Linked DNA regions of Mus musculus: region 2 is linked to region 1. Evidence: chromatin contacts called from public capture Hi-C data. All regions are on one chromosome and are shown on one strand. The core of a region is the stretch at or near the end of the contact, and the rest is flanking DNA. Distances in the headings are between cores, read along the strand shown.

Region 1 (2,802 bases), core at 202-2,701:
ATTGGGAAAGAAGGCAGCAATGGAGCCGATGGAGCTGGCCAGAGGCAAGGTTGCTTGGGAATGAGTAGCGCTTTGAAGATGGGAAGTATGAATGGAAGGGCGAGCCTCAGGTGGTGTAGCACAGCCAGAGATGTCCTTCATGGATGACGGAGTCCCAGTCCCCTCCTTAGGTTTTCTTGTGGTAGTTCTGACACGCTTTCACCATGTCCTTCAAAAAGTTTGGAACTCCATTCTGCAAAAGAAAAGACTATGTTTCTATGTATCCTTCATTCTCTGGAGTGTGGCAGAGAAAAACAATGGGTTTGGGGGGTAATCAAAGACAATGGGGCCCCTGATCCAATTTCAACATGACGCTGTCACAGAAAACGGCAGAAGGCAAGACCCAGAGCAGACAGACTTGAAAGGCTTGAAAGACAGGGCCTTCGAGTTGACTTCTGCTAATAAAAACTACAGAGCTCCTTTTGAAATTATTATTAATTAAAAAGGAAGGGAGGCTAGGACTAGGGCTCAGCCTAAAAGCACATGCTTTTCCTGTGATGAATCTGAGGTCAGGTCCCAGCACCTATGTCAGATAGCTCACAGCCACCTGTCACTCCAGCTCCAGGGCCAACTGGACCCTCCAGACACATATGCACACATCCCCATCCACATATGCATATAATTTCTTAAAAATATTTTTTTAAAAAGGAAAGAAAAAATTAAAACAAAACAAAAGACTGGAACAAAGTAAATCAAGAGTCGGAATTAGATTGCTGGATACTTCCTTAAAGAAGTGGAAGGGCTTGTCTTACTGTTTTAAAAAAAATAGTGTTTGTGGTTAGGGGATGGGATATGTTGTACAGTGTCAAGCACTGTGCATGACTTTGCAAAAATGCTGTTTCACTGACTTCATCTCCATGCAGGGGGCATTATTCATCTTCAGTTTTTGAAAAAAAAAAAAAAAAGGAAGTTGGACTTCCCTGACTAACAGAAAACAGTCAGTAACAGAGCCCAGGTTCAGAATTGCATCTGTTTGCCTCTGACACCTATAGGCATTCTTACTTTCCCATGAGCCACTGGAGTTCACCACAGGACCTGCACAAAGCCTGCTGAATTGTCACAGTGATGCAGGACCCTAGGAGTGGCAGCCTATAGTGATCTGAGTCACTACCACTGTAACTTGGCCCGAGAGACTGAAAAACAGCAAAGACAACCGAACTAGAGGTTTCCTCTGAGCCAGGGAGGGTCTGCTTGTCTCTAAGCAAGGTCTGACTGTCTCATAAGCAGATACTGAAAACACTGGAGTCCCTGTAAGGGGCAGCCTTACGTCTGGAAGTTCCAGCGAGTAATCATGGAGGGTCCGTGGCTACCAGCAGGGAAGGGCTGACATTCTTGGCTAACAGAGTCTTTGTCCTATGTCTCAGCCTCCATCCTGGGTGTTGGCCACTCCAATAATCACCAAGTCACTCAACCGAGCTCTTCATAAAAGACTCTCGTTACCCTGGGACAATGCATCTTGTGACAACCCACAGGCTAAGTCAACATTTGTCAAATGCACACTCCCCACTGCCTAACTCCTGGGATCTCACCTTGGCTGCCCAGTTAATGAGCCAGGACGGAATTTGGCCACCCGGGTTATCAAAGTAGTACATGAAAACTAAAAGAGAAGAGAAGACAATTCAGGAGGAGTGGGGGGGGGGACACGGGGGCTAGAAAAATACAATAACAAAGCTCCGCAAAGCCGTCTTCCGACTGGGACCCAGACAGCGCAGAGGAAGGAGCACGTGAAATGCCCCGACCTGCCTTGCGGCTACTGACACAGGAGTACTGTTGAAAATGCAGCCAGGGAAACACTTGGCTGTGCTTTCTTAGACACCTGATGAACGCTAGACGTTTGCACATCATCGTTATCCAAACAGCCCCAAGGAACTGACGGTTAGCATACACGAGGAAATAAAGCTCAGAAAAATGAGAAGACAGACCTAACAAGCAGCAGACTTAGGGTTCGGATTTTGTGGGCCACATTCATGCCGGTATGGCAGATGCGGTTGCCCCGTTTTCCTTCTTGGAGACTGGAACTCGATGTTCTTAAGTCTCTGGCCTTGTGTGTGTGAAGGGCTGGATCCTCCAATCCACACCTGCCAATCCCCTAGCCCTGTCTAGGCTCGGTCCCTATAGCTACAGGGTAAGCCGGAAGCAACTCTTTCTAAACTCAAGGGTTTCAATGTTCTGATTTCATTTGGACAACAAAGAATGAATGGGTGGTGGGTGGGGCTGGAGAGTTGCCTCAGCTTTTAAGAGCCTGTATTGCTCTTAAGGAGGATCCTGGTTCAATTCCCAGCACCCACGTAGTGGCTGACAACCACCTGTAACTCTAGTCCCAGGAGATATGATGCCGTCTTCTGATCTCCACAAACATCAGGCAAGAAACGCATGTGGGCAAAACACACTAATGAACATGTAAGAATAAAATAAATAAATGTTAACAAGCAGAAGAGTGCACCGCATCAGACTGGAACATCTACACTGAGGCCTAGCCAATCTCTGATGTGGATCCAAACACTCCCACATGGCCACCTCACGTCTCCTTTGTTCCCGGGCCATGGTTACATTCACTGGATAAGCTTTTGCCTAAGCTGCCTCCTACTCAAATGGCACTGGCTTAGCTGCTGCCCTGCCCCGAAAGCTTTACCTCTGCTCCCCTTCTTGCCGTCACTCTCGATCGCCAGGCTCTGTTTGTACTGTTTCACTCGGATGACCCCAGACTTCTCGGGAAACTGAGGTGCCGAGATACTCTGGGCCAGGACCACGTAGATCTTCCTC
Region 2 (2,700 bases), core at 175-2,674, 230 kb after region 1:
TGATTTTTGGCAATGACCACAACAGCCACAGGGGTATCTGTGGTATCTTTTCAAAGAGTGATTAGAACTCAGTATCAAAACACTTTCCAAAGGTCACAGCTTTTGACTGATCATGTCTTCATTTAGCAACTTATTCCAAAGAGCATTCACGAGATATTCCTCCAAGCAATCTATTGCAGGGTTTGTTCCAGTAATGAATGACTAGAAGTTACCTTATAGTCACACGTATAGATGGATCACGTGAATTACGGTACCTTTTCACAGCAGAGAGACAGCAGTTGGTAATTATATAGTATAGAAACTCAGTTACCACAGAGTAGATTGTGAAACTTTGAGATTCAATTCTTGCTAGTCAGTTGTCCATCACTGTAACCGTTACTTGGGGGCGGGGGGGGGGTCAGGATTGAAAAGATGAAACATTTCTTTGGATTCAGTTTCAGAGACTTCAGTTCCTGAAAAGGAAGCTTCATTAACATTAACCTCCCTGTCTCTTCTCCCTTTCTTCTGAGGATCTCTACTAATCGTGTGTGTGTCTGTGTGTGTGTGTGTGTGTGTGTGTGTGTGTGTGTGTGTGTGAAGTTTCTACGTGCGGGTCGAGTTCACACATATGTGTGCAAGAATGAAGGAATTCAGAAGGCATCAGATTTCCTGGAGCTGCAGTTACAGGTTGTTGTTAGCCATGTAACATGAGTGCTAAGTTCCAAAGTCAGGTCCTCTGAAAGAGCAATACAAGCTCTATTAATGTCTAAGCTATCTCCCTACCCCCTAAACCAGTGGCTTTCAACCTTCTGAATGCTACAACCCTTTAATACAGTCCCTCACGTTGGGGGATGCCTGTCCAACCACAAAATTATTTTCAGTGCTACTTCATAGCTGTAATTTTGCTACTGTAATGGATCAAAATGTAAATATCTTTATTTTCTGATGGTCTTAGACAATCCCCGTGCAAGGGTATCCAATCCCCAAAGGGGTCTCAACCATGGGTTGAGAACCTCTGCAAAACCATCTTACTGAATAGGACTGTTACAAAAATTCTTACTAAATGCTCAATGCCAGATTCCTTAGAAAGTAACTTCTGCATCTGGCAACAGCTGCATGGATAACATCAGTTTCTAGGGTCCTTTCTGCAAGAGAAAAGAGGAAGGAGTTGAGCGAGGCTCTAATTTTACCCAGCTGTCAATCCTGACATCCATGCAGACGGAGCTGATAGAGTCACAATCTCTCCAAAGGCTCTAGTTTCTTCCGAGTGTTGATAGCTTTAGGGGTTTCTCATTTGGGGGCCACCTCAATTTACTTGTAACCTCTCTGAGCTTGCTGCCCCTTCCCCCAGGCCCCTCCTGTTCTCTCCTTAGCCTCTCCTGCCTCTCTGCTCTAACCACTGGGATTGCATCAGAGTCCATCTGGATCACCTACAGTCAGCTCCCGTCATCAGTGCTTCGATGAATCATATCATTTGCTATTGGAAGCATCGTGTCCCTCAATCTGCCTCTACACAGAGTAACACTGACATTTTCTAAGCACTAGGATGCAGCTGTACCTTTTAGGTGACAGAGGATGCATGTACCAGTTAAAGCCTTACCCTAAGTAACCCCTCAGACTATTTTCAATTTTCTTTCTTCTTCTCTCCGAGGTCCCCAGGTAGTCTGATTTTATTCCCTTCCCCTTTTCTTGGTTGTACCCCGTTTAGAACTTTGTAATGAGTGGGGCTCCCAATGGAAACTTCTGGAAATCCTTTTAATAAGGGTATCTCAGTGGTTTTCCTTACAACTCAGTTTGGAAAGTCAGCTGGACATCAGCTGGCTTTAAAAGCAACAAAAGGCTCCCAGCTAGAGGCAAAGTGTTCAGTCCCTACTCCACACTAACCTCTTTTTTTTTTTTTTTTTTTTACAACCCTGGCTAGGCAGTTTCCTCCAGCTGACTCTGCATTCTCTTCCCAAAGAGAAGGGCTCAGAAGATGTTTCTAGACGCCCTGTGCTACTTGGCTTCTGCAGGAAGAGTTAAAGATTAAATAGATTCTTTGTCCTCAAGAGCCTTTGAGATACTTCTTTTAAGTTATGGGGGGAAATACAGCCTTTCGCTCTGCCCTACTGAATTTGGAAGGAAGCATCTGCTCTGGAAAGAAGAAAGGGATCGAAAGGAGATAAGAATCTTCATTTTCCAGTCCCAGTGGCCCAGATCTGAACACTTGAGGCTTTTGCAACCAGGAGAATCAAGTTTCAAAGATCTCTATCTTTGCTCTAAGCTCTATTGCTGTTTTGGAAAAAGTAGATCTTTTGGCTAACAAAGATTCTTTGACCCAGCAACATATGGAAACTGGATATCTGTTTCTCTCCTCTACCCAGATCCCCAAACTCTCCTACTGATCTACAGAAAAAAATCCCTTCCATACATCATTGTCAGGGCTAGGGTATGCATTGCAGAGATCATAACAAAGAAATCAGAGAAAAAAAAAAAAACAGGGAAGAGGAAGAGAATTATCTTGCCTTCAAAATCACATTCCCTTCCTTAAGCCTTCAGAGCAATATTTGAACTTTTATAGTTGAGCCCTTTGCATATATTCAGCCTTTCTGTAATTACCCTGTCGTCATAACTCTGTGAAATAAACATTATAATCCCCCCTTTAAAGGTATGGAGGCAAAAGATAGCTCTCTGATTGGACCCATCATGAAAACTACAAGGTGATCATACACATTCCAGTGA

What was found. Capture Hi-C pulls out chosen DNA fragments and counts their contacts.
Region 2: a capture Hi-C map of bone marrow-derived macrophages shows a contact between it and region 1, with 8 times the contacts expected there. The contact joins two enhancer-like sites. A contact is called at or near these places in 3 of 484 Hi-C or Micro-C datasets (the C10 cell line and bone marrow-derived macrophages), 3 of 115 datasets of contacts at active chromatin or transcription factors (bone marrow-derived macrophages and microglia) and 1 of 9 other capture datasets (bone marrow-derived macrophages).

The regions. Positions count from the first base shown.
Region 1 is chr11:89,984,525-89,987,326 of GRCm38.p6, forward strand. It overlaps Pctp (phosphatidylcholine transfer protein), which reads right to left. Exons shown (of 6, transcript NM_008796.3): 4 at 2,672-2,802; 5 at 1,569-1,636; 6 at 1-232. The coding sequence ends at 167. Among named protein-coding and RNA genes, the nearest start is that of Pctp, 17 kb to the right of the region's middle. Within about 2 kb of position 1,452, at least 71 of the 459 cell types and tissues checked have an H3K27ac peak or open chromatin away from gene starts, as enhancers often do. A contact at or near this core is called in bone marrow-derived macrophages, where this site is marked.
Region 2 is chr11:90,219,042-90,221,741 of GRCm38.p6, forward strand. The region is part of intron 1 of Gm42089 (a long non-coding RNA gene); the gene reads right to left. Among named protein-coding and RNA genes, the nearest start is that of Gm42089, 5.2 kb to the right of the region's middle. Within about 2 kb of position 1,425, at least 35 of the 459 cell types and tissues checked have an H3K27ac peak or open chromatin away from gene starts, as enhancers often do. A contact at or near this core is called in bone marrow-derived macrophages, where this site is marked.